Linked DNA regions of Oryctolagus cuniculus: region 1 is linked to region 2. The links are chromatin contacts, called in public Micro-C maps. All regions are on one chromosome and are shown on one strand. The core of a region is the stretch at or near the end of the contact, and the rest is flanking DNA. Distances in the headings are between cores, read along the strand shown.

Region 1 (2,700 bases), core at 171-2,670, 240 kb after region 2:
TACGGGGAAGGACGCGCTCGCTGCCCCGCTTCTCCCGCCCCCCCTCCCGCTCCTCCTCCTCCCTTCTCCCTCCTCCTCCCCGCTCCGGCGGCGGAGGCTGCGGCGGCGGCGGGGGGTGTGCGAGCTGAGGCCGGGGCCGGCGGGCGGGCGGCGGGCGGGCTGCCTGCAGGCGGAGGGCGCTGTGCTTTGTGCTTTTCGCCGCGAGGAGCAGCAGGCAGCAGCTACAGCCGCCGCCGCCACAGCAGCAGCAGCAGCCGCCGCCCCAGCGCCGCCACCGCGCCCGGAGGAGGAGCCGCTGCCGCCGCGGGAGGGAGCTGCGGCTGTGCCCGGCCGAGCGGGGGAGGGCGCCGCCGCTCAGAGCCGGGGAGGGAGCCGCCGGAGCGGGAAGCCCGGAGGTCGCGCTGCGCCGGGTAACCGAGGCGGCTGAGGGCGCGCGCTGGGGGTCGGGGCCGGGGCGGCCAGGGAGAGACCCGCGGGAGCGGCGGACACCCCGGCGCAGACCCGGGGCGGCCTCCGAGCAGGGTCTGGACGCGAGCAGACCGGGGCACTGGGGAGGACGCCGGGGGAGGGGAAGGCAGGAAGCGAGGCCCGAGCCGAGCCCCGGCCTCGGGCGGAGGAGCCCGCGCTTCTCCCAGCCGGCAGGCGCAGTTCTCGCCGGCCGCCGGAGGGGGCGGCGGGGCCGGTGAGCGCTGCGCCCCCGCCTCCCGGCCGCCGTCCTCCCGCCCTCTCCTTGGCTCGGCTCCCCGGAGGCCGGGGCGGGGGCGCCGGCGGGGCTGGGCCGCAGGCTCGGGGGAGGAGGCGGCGGTTCCCGCCGCGGTCGCGCCTCTGCGCCGGGCTCCTCCGTGCGCGTCGGGGTGGCTGGGCGGTGGCGGCGCGTCTGGCCGGGGTGGGTGGCTCGGGGGCGGGGGGCAGGCTAGGCCGCTTCTCTCCGGCTGCTCGCCCGCCCAGGCGAGCGGAGACGGCGTTGGGACCTCGGGAGGGGGGAGCGGCGGGAATCCGGATCCGGTCCCCGGGGGCGGTGCGGCCGCTGCGCTCCGGGGCTGGCGGCGGCTGCGCTGCGTCCGGGTCCCCGCCGGGTTGCGGAGGCGGGGGGAACCGGCCGGGGGGAGGAGGAGGAAGGAGGAGACTGGGGCGCGTGCCCGCTTCCGTGGCCGCGCGCGCCCTTTACCCGCCCTTCCTCCTCCCCCGCCCTCCAGCCTGGGGCCTCCCCGGGGCGGGCGCACCGAGGAGGAGGAGATTTTTTTTTTTTTTTGGCCGGGGTGGGGGAAGGAGGGTGGAGGGCGGGCGCTCGCTGCACGCGGGAGCTGGGAGCAGTCTCTCGCGTGGGCAGGGGAGGGCGCACGCCGCGGAGCCAGGCTGCAGGGGCTGGGGGAGGGGGCTTGGCTGAGAGGAGGAGCGCACTCCCACACCCTCGGACCCATAAGTCTCTTGGGGTCTTGGCTGGGGCTCCCAGAGAGTGGGCCTGCGCCCCCCTCCCCAAGGGAGGGGGGTGGGAGAGAAACCCGCACGCCTTTCTCTGCCTGCCTGCCTCACTGGGGACTGGTGTCTCTTCTAAAGGGTGAGGTGGCTTTGACCCCGGGTGGCCCGGCCTGCACGATCGAGGAGGTGGCCGGACAGCTGGAGGATGAACGGAGAAGCCGATTGTCCCACAGACCTGGAAATGGCCGCCCCCAAAGGCCAAGGTAAAGGCTCCTGCCCCCGGCCCCCTGTAACTTACAAGGGTCTTTCCCACAGGGCTGGCTGCAGGGCTTACTCCCCTCTCCAAGGGGCTGTCTCCCGTCTGCTGTTCCCTGATCTGGGGGAGGGTGTCTTGAGTGTTTACCCTTGGAGCTGGGGGTCTGGGTAACTCCCAGTTAGGTGGCTACCTACAACTCCCGAGTTACGTAGCCTCCGCTCCCCGCTGGTGCCTGCCCTCCTGCTGGGGTCCCCTCCTAGTGTCCTGGAATAGGGGCAAGAGGGTTTGGGCAGGTTTTCTGGATTTTTTTGTCACCGAGAGTTGAGGTTTTGGAAGAGGCGGGTGGAGAGAAGCCCCCAGTGGTGCAGACACACAGGGGTTGGAGCACTGGCTTGTGCAGCAGCCGGCCCATCGTGGCTGGTGGAGGCTGAGATGAGCTGAGCATCTGGCCGTGATGTGGGACGTTAAGGGGAGAGAGGATTATGGGTCCATGTGACCCGCTCTGCAGGAAGCCTGGCCCAGGTTACCAAATGAAAACGAAGAGCCTCAGATAGTGTTGTCACAGCCCACCTTCCAGGGCTGTCACCCCTGAGAGGCCTGACGCGCGCTCTCAAGCTGAAAACTGCTGGTCTACGTCTGCCCCACTCCCCCCCCCTTTTTTTTTCTGGCCTCCTGGAAGCTTTGGGCCAGGAAGACAGCTTGGAATTCTGGGAGCTTTTGCCCACCTGCATGCCTTATGTCAGAGCTGCCTTACGGTTCTTCCATTTCTATCCCTTGTTTCTTAGTTGCCAGAAGTTCTCTGGTCTGCCTTGAGGGGCCAGGAAGCAGGGGCTGGTGAAATGGCCTTGCCTCCAGTATTGATTTCCATCTGTGCTGGAGAGACGGCTGTATAGGTTGTCCTACATGCCCACACCTCCTCTTAGTCCTTGTGTATTTAGGGTATCCACCTGGAACTTGGACTTGAACTTGGCAACATTTTATTTTAAAGAACTATTTATTTGAAAGGCAGGGTTACAGAAAGAAAG
Region 2 (2,700 bases), core at 201-2,700:
GCGTTGGAGAGACCAGAAAGTGTTCCTGTAGTCTCCTGCGGGGAGACCAGAGCGTCGGCTTTAACCAAGAACTCCCATTTTCAGCACGGCATCTCTGTGCCCCAGATGCTACAGTCCAGAGACCCTCTGGCCCCAGCTTTCCAGAGCAAACACCTCTAGTTGCTCCTTGAGAGGGAAAAGGGATCTAGAATCCAATGTCTCCCCAAGCTGCCTTGGAACCAGTGCTGCTGTCAGCCCCCAACCGCACTCTCATTGTCACTGGTCCAGGGGCTTCTCATTCCTGGGCCTTTCTGGCGCACTTCAGCGTTGACTTCTCTCCTGGCTTCTCCACTCCCTGACGTAGGCTTCTCCACTCTGTTCAAGCCGCTTCCACTTAGCCACGCTCTCCAGCTTCCAGAACACGGCCAACAACTCTCTCTCGTTTATGCTGTCCCCTCTCATTCCTTTCCCGTCCCTGTAAAGGGGTTTTGGGAGGGAGAGGAAGTAAGTGGACGGTGTCCACCTGCTACATTTACCCTACAGTCTTTTTACAACTGTTTGAATTCCGGGTGTCTGTCTCCTCACTGTGTTCTGCCTCGGCTGGGGATTAGGCGAGGCAAGAGGGCAACAAGGGGGGTGGAGGACACACACCCTTCCTTCAAAAACTTAGGGTTCAGGCCATTGTTCTATTGCACGACTTCTGTCAACTCCTGGAAAAACTCTGGCTGAGTCTTGCCACCCTTCCTCTGCGTTTTATGTACTTTGGCTAAGAGTGCAGGAGGGCTGGGTGAGGTCCTCAGGAAGGTAGCAGGATGAAAAAAATCTGATTTCTTGTCCCACACAAAGTCAGCGCTGGGCAGCAGCAGTAGAGATTAGAAATTCAATTTCCTTATTTTATAAAAAGGGAACCGAAGCCCAGGGAGCTTTGGTAGAGTCAGAACGGCGTCGGTCCCCTGAGTAAACTGCTCTCCGCGGATTACTGGAAAAAGGAAAAATACAGCTCTGTGCAGTCACAAGCCCCTGGGTCTACAGCTCCCTCGGCCCCAGGGCTGCCAGCCGCTGGCCCTGGCTCAGGTCACGGCGGTTCCTCACCACCGAAGCCAGTTTCTTTGCTTTTTTTTTAAATCCGTTAATATTTTAAACCATTATTTTACTAGTTATCTGACTTTCCCCAAGAATCTAAGTCATTCTTGTCTCGTTAACTGCGTAAAGCTCAGGGTGAATGAACCAAGACTGCTTCTGGCTCTTTAAGTCTTTAAGTCTGCTCTTCAACCACCTTAGGTTGATACTTGATGAATAAAGAATGAACTTTTACGTCCATGCGGACACAACGGTGAAGAACACTAAGTGAACGCCGAGTACAGAGAAACCCTCCACGCCCGTCGACTCGAGGGCCCCTGTGACCTTTGCCTCCGGAAGCGCTTGTGGCTCCCGGGTCCGAGTGCGCACGCGCGGCCGCGGGGGTGGGCCGCTCTGGTCCGTACGCGGAGCCGGGGACCTGAGGGAAGGTTCCGCCCCCGGGGCTGGAAGGCGCCTGCGCTGGCGTCGGGACGCGCCCTCTCGCCCGCTCGCTCCCTCCCTCGGCTGCGCGCGCCCGGTGGGCGTGGGAGGAGGCGGGGAGCTAGGGAGGGGGCGGGTGTCGCCGGAGGGAAGGAGCGAACCGGAGCGCGTCGTCCTGAGAGGAGTGAAGGCGGCAAAATGGCGGACCGCTTCTCCCGCTTCAACGAGGACCGGGACTTTCAGGTAAACACGGGCGTCGCCGGCGGTCTGGGGAAGGCGCTGGCCGAGCTCGGAACCTCCTTCCTGCTGGCTCCCGGCCCTCTCGCCTTGCAGGCTGCCCTGCGGCTTGCGAAGCGGCTCGCCGTTCGGCCTCCGATTGCTCTCAAGGGGCCTCCGAGCTTGCGGCGAGGCCGCATCTCCTCGCAGCCCGCAATCTCTCACCGAGCTCGGGCCGCCGGGGTCTCGGCTTGGGCCTGCCGGGCTTCGGGTGTGGGAACCGCAGCCAGGACGCTGTGCGGGGGCCTGTGCCCCGGTCGCGTCGGCCCGGCCTGATGCTCCCAGGGGAAAGGAGGGTTGAGGAGGGCTTGGGGGCGAGCGTTGCTGCGGCCGGGACCTCGGAGGGCTCTCGAGGTCCTCCCCGCTTCCCTGACGCTGAGGGATGAGTCCCTTTTGTTGTCTGTTGTTCCCATTCCTCACGTGCGACAAGGGAACCTTGGTTATCAGACGCCTTGCTGGCTGGTCCCACACTGCGCTTGCCCTGGGTGTGCATGGAGCTGTTGTTATCAGGCTGTTCGTTGGGCTTGGAAAACAGTAACTTAAAGGACCCTGGTCCGATGTCAGCGAAACCCCACATCGCGCCGGCCAAGCCGCGCTCGAAGAAGCGGAATGAGAATGGGCTCGCCAAGCGTGGGCTAACTAGTGCCCAACGCGTGATTTTTCTTCCTTCCGGTGCAAACGTCGGCCTGGAAAAATGTCCTTGCGATGGCGAGCGATACTGGGGGCTGGGGGGAGGCCAAATTAGAGGAACTCATCTTCTGGCCGCGGAGCCGCATTACCGCCCGAGTGCTCCTGTCGGCGCCTGGGACGGAGCCGGGATTGGCTAGTCCTGGGGCGCTGAGACTCCCGGTCTCCAAGAAGCCACTGCATTACTACCGCATATCCTGCCCGGCCCCCGGGATTGGGGTCAGGGATGAACCTCAGAACTGAAGTTTCCTCGCGCTG

The links. A called contact is a pair of places that touch in the nucleus more often than the background predicts.
Region 1: a Micro-C map of ear pinna shows a contact between it and region 2, with 3 times the contacts expected there. The contact joins the promoter of LOC138846133 here to the promoter of GPATCH8 in region 2. A contact is called at or near these places in 2 of 6 Hi-C or Micro-C datasets (ear pinna and skin fibroblasts).

What each region holds. Positions count from the first base shown.
Region 1 is chr17:19,042,198-19,044,897 of mOryCun1.1, forward strand. It overlaps LOC138846133 (basic salivary proline-rich protein 2-like), which reads right to left and starts at 1,421. Exons shown (of 2, transcript XM_070060897.1): 1 at 1,410-1,421; 2 at 222-971. The coding sequence starts at 1,421. The coding sequence ends at 222. It overlaps UBTF (upstream binding transcription factor), which reads left to right. Exons shown (of 20, transcript XM_070060626.1): 2 at 1,558-1,682. The coding sequence starts at 1,625.
Region 2 is chr17:18,806,565-18,809,264 of mOryCun1.1, forward strand. GPATCH8 (G-patch domain containing 8) reads left to right here and starts at 1,451. Exons shown (of 8, transcript XM_008271582.4): 1 at 1,451-1,722. The coding sequence starts at 1,678.